5 separate regions of the Sus scrofa genome follow, and regions 1, 2, 3 and 5 are each linked to region 4. A link is a contact called in public HiChIP or PLAC-seq and promoter capture Hi-C data. All regions are on one chromosome and are shown on one strand. Each heading gives the region's core, a stretch centred on a gene start, on an enhancer-like site or on the middle of the called end of the contact. The rest is flanking DNA. Distances are from core to core; before and after follow the strand shown. Region 1 holds the start of GSPT1 (eukaryotic peptide chain release factor GTP-binding subunit ERF3A). Region 2 holds the start of TXNDC11 (thioredoxin domain-containing protein 11). Region 3 holds the start of RSL1D1 (ribosomal L1 domain-containing protein 1). Region 4 holds the start of DEXI (dexamethasone-induced protein). Region 5 holds the start of SNN (stannin).

Region 1 (2,700 bases), core at 169-2,668, 920 kb before region 4:
ATATTTCCAGAGCAATGAACCACAGACCCATCTAGAAACTTAAAGTCAGCCTTGTTATAATGGATGTCTCCGGTTTAATATTAATTTAATATTAAACCCAATTTCAAACCACTTTAGAATATGATTATGTTTTCAAAGGTAACAGACAGCTCTGTTGTGATTTGTCTCATTAGGCTGAGTTCTTTTATCTTTAAAATAGATGTTTAAAATTAATACCTAGATTTAGGTTTTGGAGCTTAACATAAGGTTTTTAAGAAATATCTTTGTGTGTTCTCTGTACAGACTGTACTCTGTAATTTCTAGCAGATAAATGACACTCTGCTAGACTGGCCCTCTGTCTAGACTTCTAGCAGGAAAATATCAACAATATGTTTTTCTCTGTTTTGGGCTCCGTAACGGTGAATTACAGGAGAACTTAACAGGTATTAAGAACAAGGCTATTTTCCCACTTCAAGCAGTTGGGTCTAGGTTTTTATCTTTCACTTTTTCTCTTTTCCTGGGTTTACCGAACCGCGACCTGGCCGCATGAGACGCAGTCAATAAAGTACTAAGGCAAAACCTGAGCAAATCCTACCCTTCAAAAGAAAACCACTTCACCTAAGGGTGCAAACGAAGTTGGACGCACAAAAATAACCCTGTTAGTTGGCTACATCATGGAATACGGCAATCCTCTGTTTGGTTTGCAAAGCCCTTGGCAGGGAGGAGGAAGGGATGGAAAAGTTTGGGTGAAGGCTTTATGACTAGTCATACAGGCAGTGAGTCATTGTAAGTTTCCAGTTAATAATCCCCTCTGCCGAGGCAGAGCCTGGGCCCGAGCGCTTTACAAGCCACTCTACAGTTCAAGTTGTCATGTCTCACGGTTTTATGGTCTCGTCCACCAAGTGAATACAAAAAATGAAAGACACCCCGCGTCGTCTTTGAAATGTGGGGCAAATTCTGGCTGGGGGCGGGGAGGAGGAAGGTGGAAAGAAAGAGAACAAGGTAGGGAGGCTGTGAGGCAGGGAACACAGAGGGCTGGTGAAAAGAGAAGGAATTTTCAGGAGTTGAAAGCTTTTCTTTCCACCTTAGATCTGCTGTCCGTTTTCCCGCGTCCAGTGCGGAAGGACAGAGCGGACACCCCCGTGGGCTGAGAGACCTGCAGTCCGCGGCCCCGCGAGAAGTCGCGCCAGGGCTCGCTCCTACCCCGGCCCCCACCCGGTGACAGGTGGGGCCGCTGAGAGGTGACCAAACCTCCGCCTTCTCGCGCTGCCTGCCGGGAGACGGCGCCGCTTCCGGTTGCTCCCGGCCCCGAACTCCGACTCCCGTCGGCCCCCGGGAAAACCGCAGCGGGGTCGCGCGGGTGCTGCCGGAACTCGTAGTTCCGCCTTCGCCGCGACTCGTAGCCGGAAACGGGGCCGGCCGGAGCCGAAAACTACCGAGGCGAAGGTACGGGTGGCGGCGAGGGGTCAATTCGCACCAGGCGTGGGGTTGGCGCTGAGGCGGTCGGAGGTGGTTGGAGGTGGTTGGGGTTGGGTGGGAGGAGATCTGCTAGCACACACGAGGAGGGTTGAGCCGTTGCTGCCGCCGCGGTCGTCGTTGCGAGTGCGAAGCCGGGATTAAAGGTGCTGCCGCGACGACGCCGGAGATTGTGTAGTTAGCTCTCCCAGCCTCTCTGCCTCGCAGCTTCCCGGGCTCAGCGCGGCCTGCTCCACCCCGGCCCATCGCCCCCGCCTCCATTTCCCGCCCTCTCTTCACCACACACACGGCCCCCCCGATCATGGATCCGGGCAGTGGTGGCGGCGGCGGTGGCGGAGGAGGTGGGAGCAGCAGCGGCAGCAGCAGCAGCGACTCGGCACCGGATTGCTGGGACCAGGCGGACATGGAAGCCCCCGGACCGGGACCGTGCGGCGGCGCCGGCGGCCCTTTGGCAGCGGCGGCGGCCGAGGCCCAGCGTGAGCACCTCAGCGCGGCCTTCAGCCGGCAACTCAACGTCAACGCCAAGCCCTTCGTGCCCAACGTCCACGCCGCGGAGTTCGTGCCGTCCTTCCTGCGGGGCCCGGCCCAGCCGTCAGCACCCCCAGCTGGCGCCGCCGCCAACAACCACGGAGCCGGCAGCGGCGCGGGAGGCCCTTCGGGTAAAAGGCCGGGACGCCGCTCTTTCCTGGGTTGCGGGAGGAAGCCGGGCGGGGAGGACAGGAGCAGCCGGCCTGGGAGCCTGAGCCCACCTGGGATGGGGATCGGAGTGGGGTCGGGAGCGCGCCAGGCCAGAGGCGCGTGGTCGTGGGGCCAGGCGGCACGTGGGGAGCTGACAGCGGCGCCGGCTGTCCTGGGTGGGGCGCCCCGGGGCCAGGGTGGCGGCCTGCGCAGGGTGGCGGCGGTGGAGGGCCGGGCGGGGTGGGAGCAGCGTGCGGGGCACACCACTGGGGCCGAAGGCCCGAGACCCGCGGCCGGCCTCTTTTTCCGTGGGGCCCCACTTCCCCGCTGGAAGTGGGGACCGTATGGGACGGAGGGGGACCGCCGCTGGACAGTGCCACGAGGCCTAGAAATGAGGACAGATGGAGCCTAGGGTCGGTCGGGTGGTTGTCGAGAGCGCTGAGGGCTTGGGGAGGACGAATGCTGGAGTTTTCCCTTCACCTCGGTCTAGACGAGAGAGCGTCTCGCCGCGATTTCTGTTATTGAAACTGTAATTACGTTTTAAATATCTATGGCACGGAACCATCC
Region 2 (2,700 bases), core at 51-2,550, 780 kb before region 4:
GAAGTCTAGCTCTGTGGCCCCAGCAATTGGGTAATTATGGACATTCTCTTAGCTCCAGGTACACCTGTCTCACTCAGGGAAGCAATCCCTTCCTGTCACTCTCAAATCACAATTAATTCATCCTTCCCCGACTTGTCATTTTTAATCAAAAACATTTATTTGCTTTTTAGGGCTGCAGGTGCAGCATATGGAATTCCAGCATAGGGGTGGAATTGGAGCTATAGCCACCAGCCTACACTATAGCCACAGTAACGTGGGATCCGAGCTGCCTCTGTGACCTACACCACAGCTCATGTCAACGCTGGATCCTTAACCCACTGAGCAAGGCCAGGGATCGAACCCACATCCTCAAGGATACTAGTTAGGTTCCTTTCTGCTGGGCCACAATGGGAACTCCACAAAACTTATTTAGAGAGGAGCTTTTAGAGTTAGAGGATTTGTGGACGGCAGTGGGTCGCTGAAGGGGTTTGTTAACCAAATTGCCGTTGGGTCTGAATTCCTGGCCTACTAGCTTTGTGGCCACAGCCAAGTGGCTCTTTCAAGCCTTGGTTTTCCCAGCTGTCAAGTGAGTAGGTGCCCAGAGCCTCTGCTCCCAGAGCTGTGGTGTGGGGAGATGGTGCTCAGGTGCAGGGCACTTCTCTGGTGCAGGAAATGGACACTGGGAGACAACAGGCACTGAGATTTATTGAGCACGCACTATAGGCCTGGCAGTTTCCATCAATTCACTTAACCCTCAAGGCAGCTCTGTGCGGGCGGTTCTGATATCACCCATTTCACAGATGTGTAAACCGAGGTCACGACCTCTCCAGCCTCACTCCTGGATCCCAGGGCACTTCTCCATCCTGAACGCGTTTTCCTTCCGTTAAGCGGGGAGAATAAATGGCACCTCCGTCCTCTGGGGCCTGTAGTGACACCAGCAAGCACGCCTGCTGTCACCATCAGGGCTCTTAAAAATCACAGGGCCGAACGGGTGACCCTGGGAGCGCTGGGCTGCTTTTATTAGGGTTGGACCTGGCGTGGGAGCAGCCCCGAGGCTAGGCTCAGACTCAGTGGCCCGGGGCTGGGGGGGGAGGGGCGGGGGTAAAAAGGGCCTGAGCACACGGCACCCGAGCGCCCTCGCAGACTCCAGGGACGGGGGCGGGGCCTATGGGACGAGCTTACGTCGGCGACGGTGCCCGCGGGGGAGGGTGGGAGGGTATCGGCGCAGACTCCGTGAGCGAGGGGCGTGGCTCTTCGGGGGCGGGGCTTGGGTGATGGCCGCGCAGACTCCGCGGCCGGGGGCGGAGCCGCCTGCGCTGGGGCGGGCAGCGCCGCGGCAACGGGGCTGACGTGGAGGTTCAGGGTTAGCTGGCGCTGCGGGCTGCGGGATTGGGGAGCGACGGGCCGGGCCGGGTCCTCCGGCCCGAGGCTGCATTGGTGGCGACGGTATAAAGCCGGCGACGGGGAGCATGTAATGTCGGAATGCGGAGGCCGCGGCAGCGGCAGCAGCAGCAGCGACGACGCCGCGGACGAGGGTGGCGGTGGCGGCGGCCCCGCGGGCTCCGGCTTCCTCAGCCCGGCCCCGGCTTCGTCCTCGGAGGGCAGGCTCCGTCGCGGGCTGCACGGCGCCTCCCTCATGGCGCGCCGGCGGCCCGAGCTGCTCTGCGGGGCCGTGGCACTCGGCTGCGCGCTACTCCTCGCTCTCAAGTTTACCTGCAGGTGAGGCGGCTCACAACCCCCGGTCCCCGGCCCGGCGCCCCCTCGGCCTGTCCTGCGGCGCGTGGCCGCCTTGGGGCCTCAGGGTCGTGGATCGTAGCGGCCTCCGGGGAAGTAGAGCCTGACTTTGCCTGGAGGAATGGACTTGACCTTCCTGAAGCATGCGGTCATGCCCGCCGCTTTCCCTTCTCCACGGGCAGCCAGCGCTTTGGCGAGGTGTGGGGCTGCTGCCTGGCGCCCCATTTTAGTACCGAGGAAGGTGGGCCAGGCTCTGAGCTGCTTGTCACCTGTTGGGGTTTCTTGGGGGTGCACCTGTCACTCCTGCCCTGGCTCTAGGACCCTCTTTCGTTGTCAGTTTTATCTCCCTTTGGTAGGCACAGACACCCTTTAGCGTCCCGGACGTTGAGAATTCATGCACTCATCGGTCTAACGATTATTTATCCGCACCTGCCATGTGCGGAGCGCTCATTCAGGTGAACAATGACGGTAAAAGTCCCTGATCTCCATTCCTGGGGGTGGTACAGGCAGTAGACAAATAAACGATATAATTCTAAAGGACTTCACCAAGTGCTGTGCAGGGAATGGAAGCCATGAGGGTGGAGCAGAAAGGCCTTCCTAAAGGAGCTACCTAGGAAACTCACCCAAGAAGGGAAAGGGAGCCAGCATGGGGGAGATTGAGGAACAGCAGGTGCAAAGGTCCTGAGGCTGGAGAAGACCGCTCTTTTCCTGGCGCTGGTAGGAAGGCCTGAGAAGGCTGGAGCCGTCATGAGCAGGAAAAAAGAAAGTTAATCTGTCACTCTTTGGGAAAGTACACAAATAGAAAATTTACTTTAAATTTCAGGAGTGCTTTTGGACTCTTCAGTCCACAGTGTATCTCCTGGGACTCCAATTTATAAATCTATGGCATATTAGCCAAGAGGAAGATTTCAACTTGGAACATTTTTACTGAGTCTGTTAAAGCATAGTATGTGGCCCGTGTTGTCAAAGAGATGTCAGAGGCTTGGG
Region 3 (2,700 bases), core at 98-2,597, 880 kb before region 4:
TAGGAAACATGCTACATGAAGGCTCATGTAACCATCCACAGCATTGTGCTGAAAGGAATTCCATCTTGTGCTAAATTCTAGAAAAGACAAGTGGGAGTAGATGCCAAAGATTTAAGAACATTTCTCCCACAAGTTTTTGGTTAAAGACAGAGTCAGTAATGAGAGATTAGCAGCAGAACACCCCTTCCTCCAGCTTTGGCAATATGGAAGGAGCTTTTTTTTTTTTGTCTTTTTAGGGCAGCCAGTGGTGGCATATGGAAGTTCCCAGGCTAGGGGTCGAATTGGAACTGTAGCCACCGCCCTGCGCCACAGCAACCCGGGATCCAAGCCACATCTGACCTACATCACAGCTCAGGGCAACACCAGATCCTTAATGCACTGAGCGAGGCCTGGGATGGAACCTGCATCCTCATGGATACTAGCTGGGTTCATTACCTCTGAGATGCGATGGGAACTTCCAGGAGCATTTCTTTGAAAGCAACTGACACAGAAAGCCTCCTACTTCCAGTCTTTCACCTGGAATATTCGTAGCTACTTGCAAAAAGAACCACACTGGACATCCATCAAAAAGCTCCTAAATAAACTTTTATCTACGTGGTGAACGGCCATACAGCCCTTAAAAAAAAGAGGCAGAGCATTAAGTACTGACTTTAACAACTTCCAAGATTTACAAAGAGGAAAGGGCAATGCACAGAACAATGGGTATATAGGCTACCACTTATGTTTACAAAAAAAAAAATTTAAATTGAAACTCAGGAATTCCCGTCGTGGCACAGTGGTTAACGAATCCGACTAGGAACCATGAGGTTGCGGGTTCCGTCCCTGCCCTTGCTCAGTGGGTTAACGATCCGGCGTTGCCATGAGCTGTGGTGTAGGTTGCAGACGCGGCTCGGATCCTGTGTTGCTGTGGCTCTGGCCGGTGGCTACAGCTCCGATTCAACCCCTAGCCTGGGAACCTCCATATGCCACGGAAGCGGCCCAAAGAAATAGCAAAAAGACTAAATAAATAAAATAAAATAAAATAAAATAAATTGAAACTCAGCCATTCGCAAAGAGAAAAAAGTGTAAGTATTTCCTAAACATACCTGGAACATCCCTGGAAGGTTCCGGGACACACAGGTAACAGTGATTACCTCTGGGGATGCGGGGACGGAGGGAGACCTCCAGTTCTCCAGCCTGCAGTTTTATATGTACATGTTCTTAGCTCCCGCCTCTGGGAGCCCCAAAGCTCAAGAGACTGGCTCCTGCCCATCGTTCGGGCCCCCACCGCTTAACCATGCGTCAGGTGTTTCCTGTGCACGAGTCCACGGAATCGTCACTAGCCGGTGGGGAAGTGCCCACCACTCTTGCGGTGGACGCTGGCTGGGCAGCAGCAGGTGGGTGGTGGGGCCAAGACTCCCCGCGCTCCCCATACCCCACGCCGCCTGCCCAAAGTCGAGGTCCACGGAAAGCGGTTGTCCCCACTGGCTGGGTAGACAGGACTCCTCTCCTGCCTCCGGGCGCTCGCTCGACTTCTCACTCGGAAGAGCGAGAGCGAAGTGTCGCCAGGCTGCTCCCAGCACCTCACGAAAACCGGGAGCCAAGGTGAGGAGAGGTAGCTCCTCAGAATAAAACTCATACCGCAGGCTGAGCGACCTCGCCAATTTGCAGGCGCCCGCCAAACCCTCACGCTGCGACAACAGGGGGCACGGCCCACTCGCCCCCGGAAGTGACGCAATGACCCCGTCTCCGCCCCCCGGCTTCCGGCTACGGGCTTGGATTCGCGCGTGCGCACGGGGAGCCGCTGCCGAGATAACGCGCGCTAGACCGCACGAGGTGAAGGCGTAATGGAGGGCTCGGCTTCTACCCCGGCGTCCGCTGCTTCAACCGCAACTTCGTCTTCGACTGTAACGACCCCCGCCTCACTCGAGCAGCTGAATGAAGAGCAGGTAAGCGTTCCCTGGGGAGGGGGATTTCGAAGCAGAGTGGCCGTGGCCTTTGAGGCGCGGGGTGCCGAGTGCTTGCTCCCCGCCTTGGTGGACGGCTCTGGGTCTTTGGGAGGGTATCTCTGTCGCTGTGCCCTCGGCTTGCCGGCTCCTTTGTACACGCTGGTAGGCGTCTGCCTCGCCCAGCCCAGCGGCTGGCTCTCTTGAGTGGGTTGCAGTTAGAATTTAGGGTCTGGGATGAGGCCCACCCGGCTCTGCTTCCCCGCCTTTTGACTTTGGCCAAGTCGCCTGATTTTACAAGCCTCGGTTACTTCGTATTTAAAATAGGCTCTGCTGCCCTCCTCCCTTCTCTCCAGAGTCAGAGGAGGTGATCCACGTAAAGCACCGTAACCAAGGGCCTGGCACATGATAATCGCTCAGGAAATGCTCGATGCAGGTGTACTGCGCTTTTTCTGGAATTATTGCTTTCTTGATCGAGTGCAGGGGAATCTGTTTCCCAGCTGACTCTGTTTTATGTAGGAGAGGCGCTTTTCTGTAGACGATGCTATTAGCGGATACTTAAATGGCTACATTCCTCTGATTACACATTGCAGGATCCTAATTGATATGGTTGTGGAGGTTACCTACTAAAATAGAATTTGAACAGAGGCAAATTCTGGGGAGGGGGTGACTGCCAAGTTCGATTGTGATTTAACTCCTTTGTGTATCTCCACTTTGCAGATTAAAAAGGCTGTGGAAACTCTCTTGGCACATTCCAAATCCAGGAAGAACGCGA
Region 4 (2,700 bases), core at 179-2,678:
GTTCAAACCCAGGCACCCTGGTTTTTATCCCCCATGAACAAAACTGCACCAAATTGGTAACAGTCTGAATTATCCTCACAACTTTTCTTTTTCTACTAAAATTAAAAAATAAATATTGAAAGGCCTTCAAGCAACAATGTACCAAAATTGAACGTCCTGTACTTTCAGAGTTCTCTGGTCTTCACCCAAAATCCATACCATTTCCAAAACAACCACGTTTTTAAAAATAAGGAAATACCCAGCTTCCTACACCAGCCAAGATGTATCTACATTTCTCTTCTGGATTAGGAGGGAGAAATTTTGTGGAGGCAATTTTTTTCCTATGTATTCATTTCTACACCTCATAGTTATCAAAGGTCTACTGTGTCGCTTAGGACAGAATTGGACTAAGAAGCCAATGTTCTCCCCAATGCCTAGCACAAAGTTTGGCACATAATAGGTGTTCAACAAGTGTTGGCAGAGTGAATAAATGAATGACAGTTTGTTTCATTTTCACCAGTTGGAGGATTAATGGTTTGCTCTGCAGTTCACCTAAAGGAGCAAGAGACAGTCATGGAGAAAATAGGGCAGGTTCTGTCCTCCAAACACCCACAGGCCCAGAAGCTTCCAGAGTCCTTCTGTTTCTCAGTTTTCTCGTCTGTAGAAAGGGATGACATACTACACTTCCCCATCTGGCTGCAATTAAGCAATGCATGTAAAGCACCCAGCTCAGTGTGGCCTGCTTAACTGCTTTGGAGGGTGCTTTGGGCAAGATCAGTTGCTTGGTGGATGTACAGGTGTTGCCCCTGAGGAGGGGAATCAGAGGGAAATTACTTTTCTGTGTATTTCTTGGTTAAAACCACGTGCATTATTACTGCTTTAAAACAAGTTTCTCAAAGTAAAAACAAGAAGCAATTCTCCTGCTGCAGACCTGACCTGCCTTATTACGCAGATTCCCCCCACTCCCATCCCGCCCCGTACCGCGGGGCTGGACCTTCCAGCAGCCAGAATTTGGAGAGATGAAGGGGACTGGTCGATCTTCCCCACCGAGGACAATTTGCCACTTCAGGGAAATCCAAAATTTTCACTGGTAAGGTCCACCGCCCCGACCCTGCCTCTTTTTTCAACTGGTAAATTGACTCCCAAAAAGGCTTGGCGCCAATACTCAAATCCAGCAGGTGCTAATGAAACCAAGGTTTCCCTCAGTTTTGGTAGCCTTAGGATACGTCTAGGTTTGAAATGTGTTCTAACTCTTTCCCTTCCCCCTACTCCGTCGCGGATTCACTGAGAAAATTGTATTCCAGATCTGCTCTGAGTCCGGAACTAGGAAAGAAACTCAGCAGCCAGCACCTCGAGGGGCGGAGCGCGGAGGTACCCGCCCATCTGACGGCTCGGGCCAATCAGTGTTGGCTTTGAGGTTACCAATCAGCGCAGGCTGGGGCGGCGGGCCAATCAGCGCGGGGCTGCTCCGGAGGCGGTGCTCGGAATGCGACCAGGAGAGCGACGCGGCGGCCGCAGCTATGGGCGCTGGGCCTTCGGGGGCGCGGAGAGGGCTCGAGGAACGGCTGGGCGCGGCTGAAGAGACCGCCGCCGGGACTGGCCCTTGAGATGACCCGCGGCGAGGGTCCCCGCAGGCGCTGCGAGGGCCCGTGAGCGCGAGCGGGACACATCGGAGGAGCCGGGCAGCCGCCGGCTACTTCAGGGGGATCCGCCTGACCGCTGGGCAGATCTACAGGGCCGTGTGGGCACCTCTGGGGGTGGGGTGACCCGCCTGGCACGTTTCGGGGGCCCGGGTGCGTCTGCAGGGGCCAACGCACATCCCCCGGGGCACCGCCGGGGCCCAGCGCCGCCTCGGCCAGCCCCGGGGCGGCCCTGGATGGCTGAGCTGCCCGCTCGCCGGCTGGCCGGGCGCCGCAGCGGCTGAGCTCGCTGAGATCGCCGGGCTGCTGCCGCCCTCGCCGCCCCCTGCATGCCCGGCGCCCGGGTCGCGGCCCACCTGGACGCGCTGGGCCCCCTGGTCCCCTCCGTGCCGCCGCCGCTGCTACCCTCTATGTTCTACGTGGGCCTTTTTTTCGTCAATGTGCTGATCCTATACTACGCCTTTCTCATGGAGTACATCGTCCTTAACGTGGGCCTAGTCTTCCTGCCCGAGGACATGGACCAGGCGCTCGTGGACCTCGGCGTGCTCTCTGACCCCGGCTCGGGCCTCTACGATGCCGATTCGGAGCTCGACGTCTTCGATGGTTACTTGGAGTAGGCTTGGCTGCTGTCCCCCGCTCCCCCTACGACCCGCAACCCTCGACCTGGACCAGCGCCTAGATCATGCTGCCGCTGCTGGTTGAGGGCACCGTCAGGCCAGGGATGGGACCCCCAGGACGAGGCCCTCTCCGGCCTCCAAGGCCTGTAAGTGCCCTCTCTGCGCAGGATGAGGGCGGGTTGGGGCGCTGGCTAGGAAGAGGGAGGCATCCCAAGCCGGACACACAACCCTACCCCAGACTTTTGATTCCTCCATCCACTTCCCCTAGGTCTGTTTGGATGCCAGGAATGGCTGGACTCTTTTGAGACTCTTAGGGCAGGAAAGCTTCCCCTTAGCAAGGCTTACAGCTGGTGAAGAAGGGAAGGGAGGCAGGACCTAAGTGGCATCTTGGTTAGCCATAGTACCAAGTGCCAAAACTTGTGGGAAAAGCCTTTGCACCCAAATCCATTTAAGGCAGACCTGTC
Region 5 (2,700 bases), core at 128-2,627, 700 kb before region 4:
CCCAACAACTTTGGTAATAACCGCAGATGACCGACAAAAGTTGGCAATGATTACTATGTGCCAGACACTGGACTAAACACTTCTCACAGATCACCTTCTTTCAGGCTCAAAACAACCCTAGAGTCATTACTATGCCACTCAGCAGATAAAGAATCTGTGGCTCAGAGAAGTTAAGTCGATTGCCCAAGGTCACACAGCTCAAAAGTAACTGCGCAGGGATTCAAACCCAGGCAGCCTGGATCCAGAATCCCGGACTTCAACACGGATACTAAAACCTCATGTTATTGACAACCCTCCCTCTCCCCACTCCCGTGCCTGAGGGGTCAAGGGGGACAGATGAACCCCAGTTCCCCTCCATTGGATCAGGCTGGGTGACTGGGACCCAGAACTCTATGCTGGGGACACGAGATGACAAGCGTCCGCACAGCTCCCGAGTGCCAAGCGCGAGCGACGTGCAGGCAAGGTGCCAGGCGCGCTCCACGCACCGTCTCATTTAACCTGGCCAGGCGCTTCCGTCGTCTCCTCGACACTACCAAAGAGCTAAGCGAGGCTGGAGGGAGGAAGGGGTTGGCCCAGGGGGCGACAGCTGGAGGGGGAAAGACAGCTGGAGAGGCAACTCCAGTATGCTCGACTGGAGGGGGGGGTTGGGGGAACGGGGCACCACGAGACCCAGTCATGCCCACGCCGCGCAGTCACTGCCGACGGAACTGGGCACCAAACACCGCAACCCGTCCTCAGTTTCTCCACCAGCGAATTGGGCGCCAGACGTTGCCAGGACCCCCACCCCAACCCATGGAGTCCTCCTGACCACCCCGGGGGCTGCCAGGAACCCGCCTCCTGTTATTTCTAAAAATCCCTAAGTGTACCGAGGAGCCCTGAGGCCGGTCTGGGGTGCGGAACTGTGGGCCGCGATGGGGGGCACGCATCGTGCAGGGGGAGACACCCGCTCCCCCGCAAAGCCGTCGCCGCCCCCCGACGCCTCCTTTGTCCCGATCTCGCCGCAGCTCAGCGGACAAAGAACCCCCGCCCGCGGGCGCGGCCCCCCGGAACAGACCCTCCCCCCAAGCCGCGCCCCCGCCCGAGCTGCCCCTCCCCCGCCTCAGAGACCCCCCGCCCGCGGCCGAGCCGCCCCGCGCGCGCGCGCGCCCCCACCCCATCCGGGGCTCTCCCTTCCCCTCCTACAGCCTCCCGCCCAGCCTGAGCGCACGGTCCACCCGGCGCCCCGCTCACCATGGCGCCGTCCGCAGCCCGGCCCGATCGCCCCGCAGCAGCCCGGCGGGCCCGGCTCCGCCCGCCAGCTAGCCCGGTCCCGCCGCCTCTCACGGTCTGGACGCAGAAGCCCCGCTCTGCGGCGGGCGGGGCGTCTCCGGCTCCGCCCCGGACGGGGGCGTGGCCCTCCTGGCGAAGCCAATAGGAGCTCGCGCTGGGACGGCTGGGCGGGCCGGGCCGGGATGGGGTCACGTGCGCGCGGGGCGGGGGCTGAGCGCAGCTGGCATAACTGGGGGCGGGGGGCGGGTTCGGCCGCAGCGCGCGCGGATTGGGCGCGGGTGGGTGCGGGGCCCCGGGCCGGGAGCCCTCCTTCCGTCCCCTCGTAGGCTGCTCGTACTGCCGCCCGCTTACAGAGGGGAAAACCGGGGCGCTCAGCAGGTAAGAGTGTGGCGTGGTTCCCGGAAGCAGGGAGCGGCAGAATCCTGGGCAGGAGCAAAAGAGAGGCAGGACCTCTGAGTTAAACGTCCTTCCTTGGGGAGAGAGCGGGTCATTCACTCGCTTCTTAGTTTTTAATTCATCATCCATCCATCCATTCAACATTGATAAAACACTGATCATGCGCTGCGTGCCCCAGTGCTCACGAGAATAACCACGAACGAGACAGACAAGGAGCCTGCCCTCAGGGAGCTCTCATTCTGCTGCAGGCTGAAGCTGTGGGCAATTTGCAGCCCCTTGGCCTCTTACAGTCGTGGCTATGAACGTAATAACCCCGCGAGTAGGACCCTCACCAAGTGCCACGCCCTGTACTGACCTCCCAGCGCATTTCCACGAGATAGCTGAGAAAGGAAGAGCTGTTCATTTTGCAGTTGAGGCTTCAAAGGGCTGAAGTGCCCCAGCCCACATGTAGTGAAGGCAGGATTCAGGCAATTACAGACGGTTAGTCCACTTGTTCACTCAAGAAGCCAGTCCAGCAGGAGGACACTCCCCCTGGTGGCCCGCTGGGGGCCCATAAGAGGGGCAAGGCCTCTGTGGCCCAGGCTCCCTGGAAGGCAGGAGTGTGCAGGTGGAGCCCCTCATCCTGGGAGCTGGGAGTCTTGGGTGGGAATATCTTCGCCAGCCTCAAGCAGAACCTTCTGGGAGAAGGTGGAGGGCCCAGTTCTCCAGGCCCTGGAGGCCAGGCTCACCTTACTCCCTCCGCTCTAGCTTCGCGGGTCTCGCCATCCTCTTTCCAAGGCACCAAGCTGTTTCCCATCCCTGGGCCTTTACCTGTGCTGTTCCCTCCCTCATCTCCACCCAGCACAGTCCCCTTTGTTATTCTCCGGCCTTTGTTATGCCGTGCAGAATTGTACACTTGCAAGTGCCTGTGATGTGTGGGTATTGAATGAATGAATGAATGGGCAGACTGCACCCTAGCCACATGGCCAGCACCAGGAGGTGAGTTGAGGGTTAAGTAAGAGTGGACAGAGAGGCAGAGGGCTCTCCGGTTCCAGG

Evidence for each region. Promoter capture Hi-C pulls out the DNA fragments that hold promoters and counts their contacts. HiChIP or PLAC-seq counts read pairs in DNA pulled down with a chosen protein or histone mark.
Region 1: a contact with region 4 is called in a promoter capture Hi-C map of liver, with 4 times the contacts expected there. The contact joins the promoter of GSPT1 here to the promoter of DEXI in region 4. A contact is called at or near these places in 2 of 5 promoter capture datasets (fetal liver and liver), 1 of 47 Hi-C or Micro-C datasets (liver) and 2 of 2 datasets of contacts at active chromatin or transcription factors (alveolar macrophages and skeletal muscle).
Region 2: an H3K27ac HiChIP or PLAC-seq map of alveolar macrophages shows a contact between it and region 4. The contact joins the promoter of TXNDC11 here to the promoter of DEXI in region 4. A contact is called at or near these places in 1 of 5 promoter capture datasets (fetal skeletal muscle) and 1 of 2 datasets of contacts at active chromatin or transcription factors (alveolar macrophages).
Region 3: a contact with region 4 is called in a promoter capture Hi-C map of liver, with 5 times the contacts expected there. The contact joins the promoter of RSL1D1 here to the promoter of DEXI in region 4. A contact is called at or near these places in 1 of 5 promoter capture datasets (liver) and 1 of 2 datasets of contacts at active chromatin or transcription factors (skeletal muscle).
Region 5: a promoter capture Hi-C map of liver shows a contact between it and region 4, with 8 times the contacts expected there. The contact joins the promoter of SNN here to the promoter of DEXI in region 4. A contact is called at or near these places in 2 of 5 promoter capture datasets (fetal skeletal muscle and liver) and 2 of 2 datasets of contacts at active chromatin or transcription factors (alveolar macrophages and skeletal muscle).

What each region holds. Positions count from the first base shown.
Region 1 is chr3:31,235,737-31,238,436 of Sscrofa11.1, forward strand. GSPT1 (eukaryotic peptide chain release factor GTP-binding subunit ERF3A) reads left to right here and starts at 1,419. Exons shown (of 15, transcript XM_021086589.1): 1 at 1,419-2,114. The coding sequence starts at 1,757. It overlaps LOC102166437 (a long non-coding RNA gene), which reads right to left and starts at 1,630. Exons shown (of 2, transcript XR_002342422.1): 1 at 1,064-1,630.
Region 2 is chr3:31,375,218-31,377,917 of Sscrofa11.1, forward strand. It overlaps TXNDC11 (thioredoxin domain-containing protein 11), which reads left to right and starts at 1,301. Exons shown (of 12, transcript XM_021086601.1): 1 at 1,301-1,698. The coding sequence starts at 1,454.
Region 3 is chr3:31,277,047-31,279,746 of Sscrofa11.1, forward strand. RSL1D1 (ribosomal L1 domain-containing protein 1) reads left to right here and starts at 1,348. Exons shown (of 9, transcript XM_021086592.1): 1 at 1,348-1,928; 2 at 2,646-2,700. The coding sequence starts at 1,827.
Region 4 is chr3:32,158,794-32,161,493 of Sscrofa11.1, forward strand. DEXI (dexamethasone-induced protein) reads left to right here and starts at 1,429. Exons shown (of 2, transcript XM_003124598.4): 1 at 1,429-2,382. The coding sequence starts at 1,949. The coding sequence ends at 2,236.
Region 5 is chr3:31,454,050-31,456,749 of Sscrofa11.1, forward strand. SNN (stannin) reads right to left here and starts at 1,378. Exons shown (of 2, transcript XM_005662128.3): 1 at 1,231-1,378. LOC106509692 (a long non-coding RNA gene) reads left to right here and starts at 1,522. Exons shown (of 3, transcript XR_001307467.2): 1 at 1,522-1,647.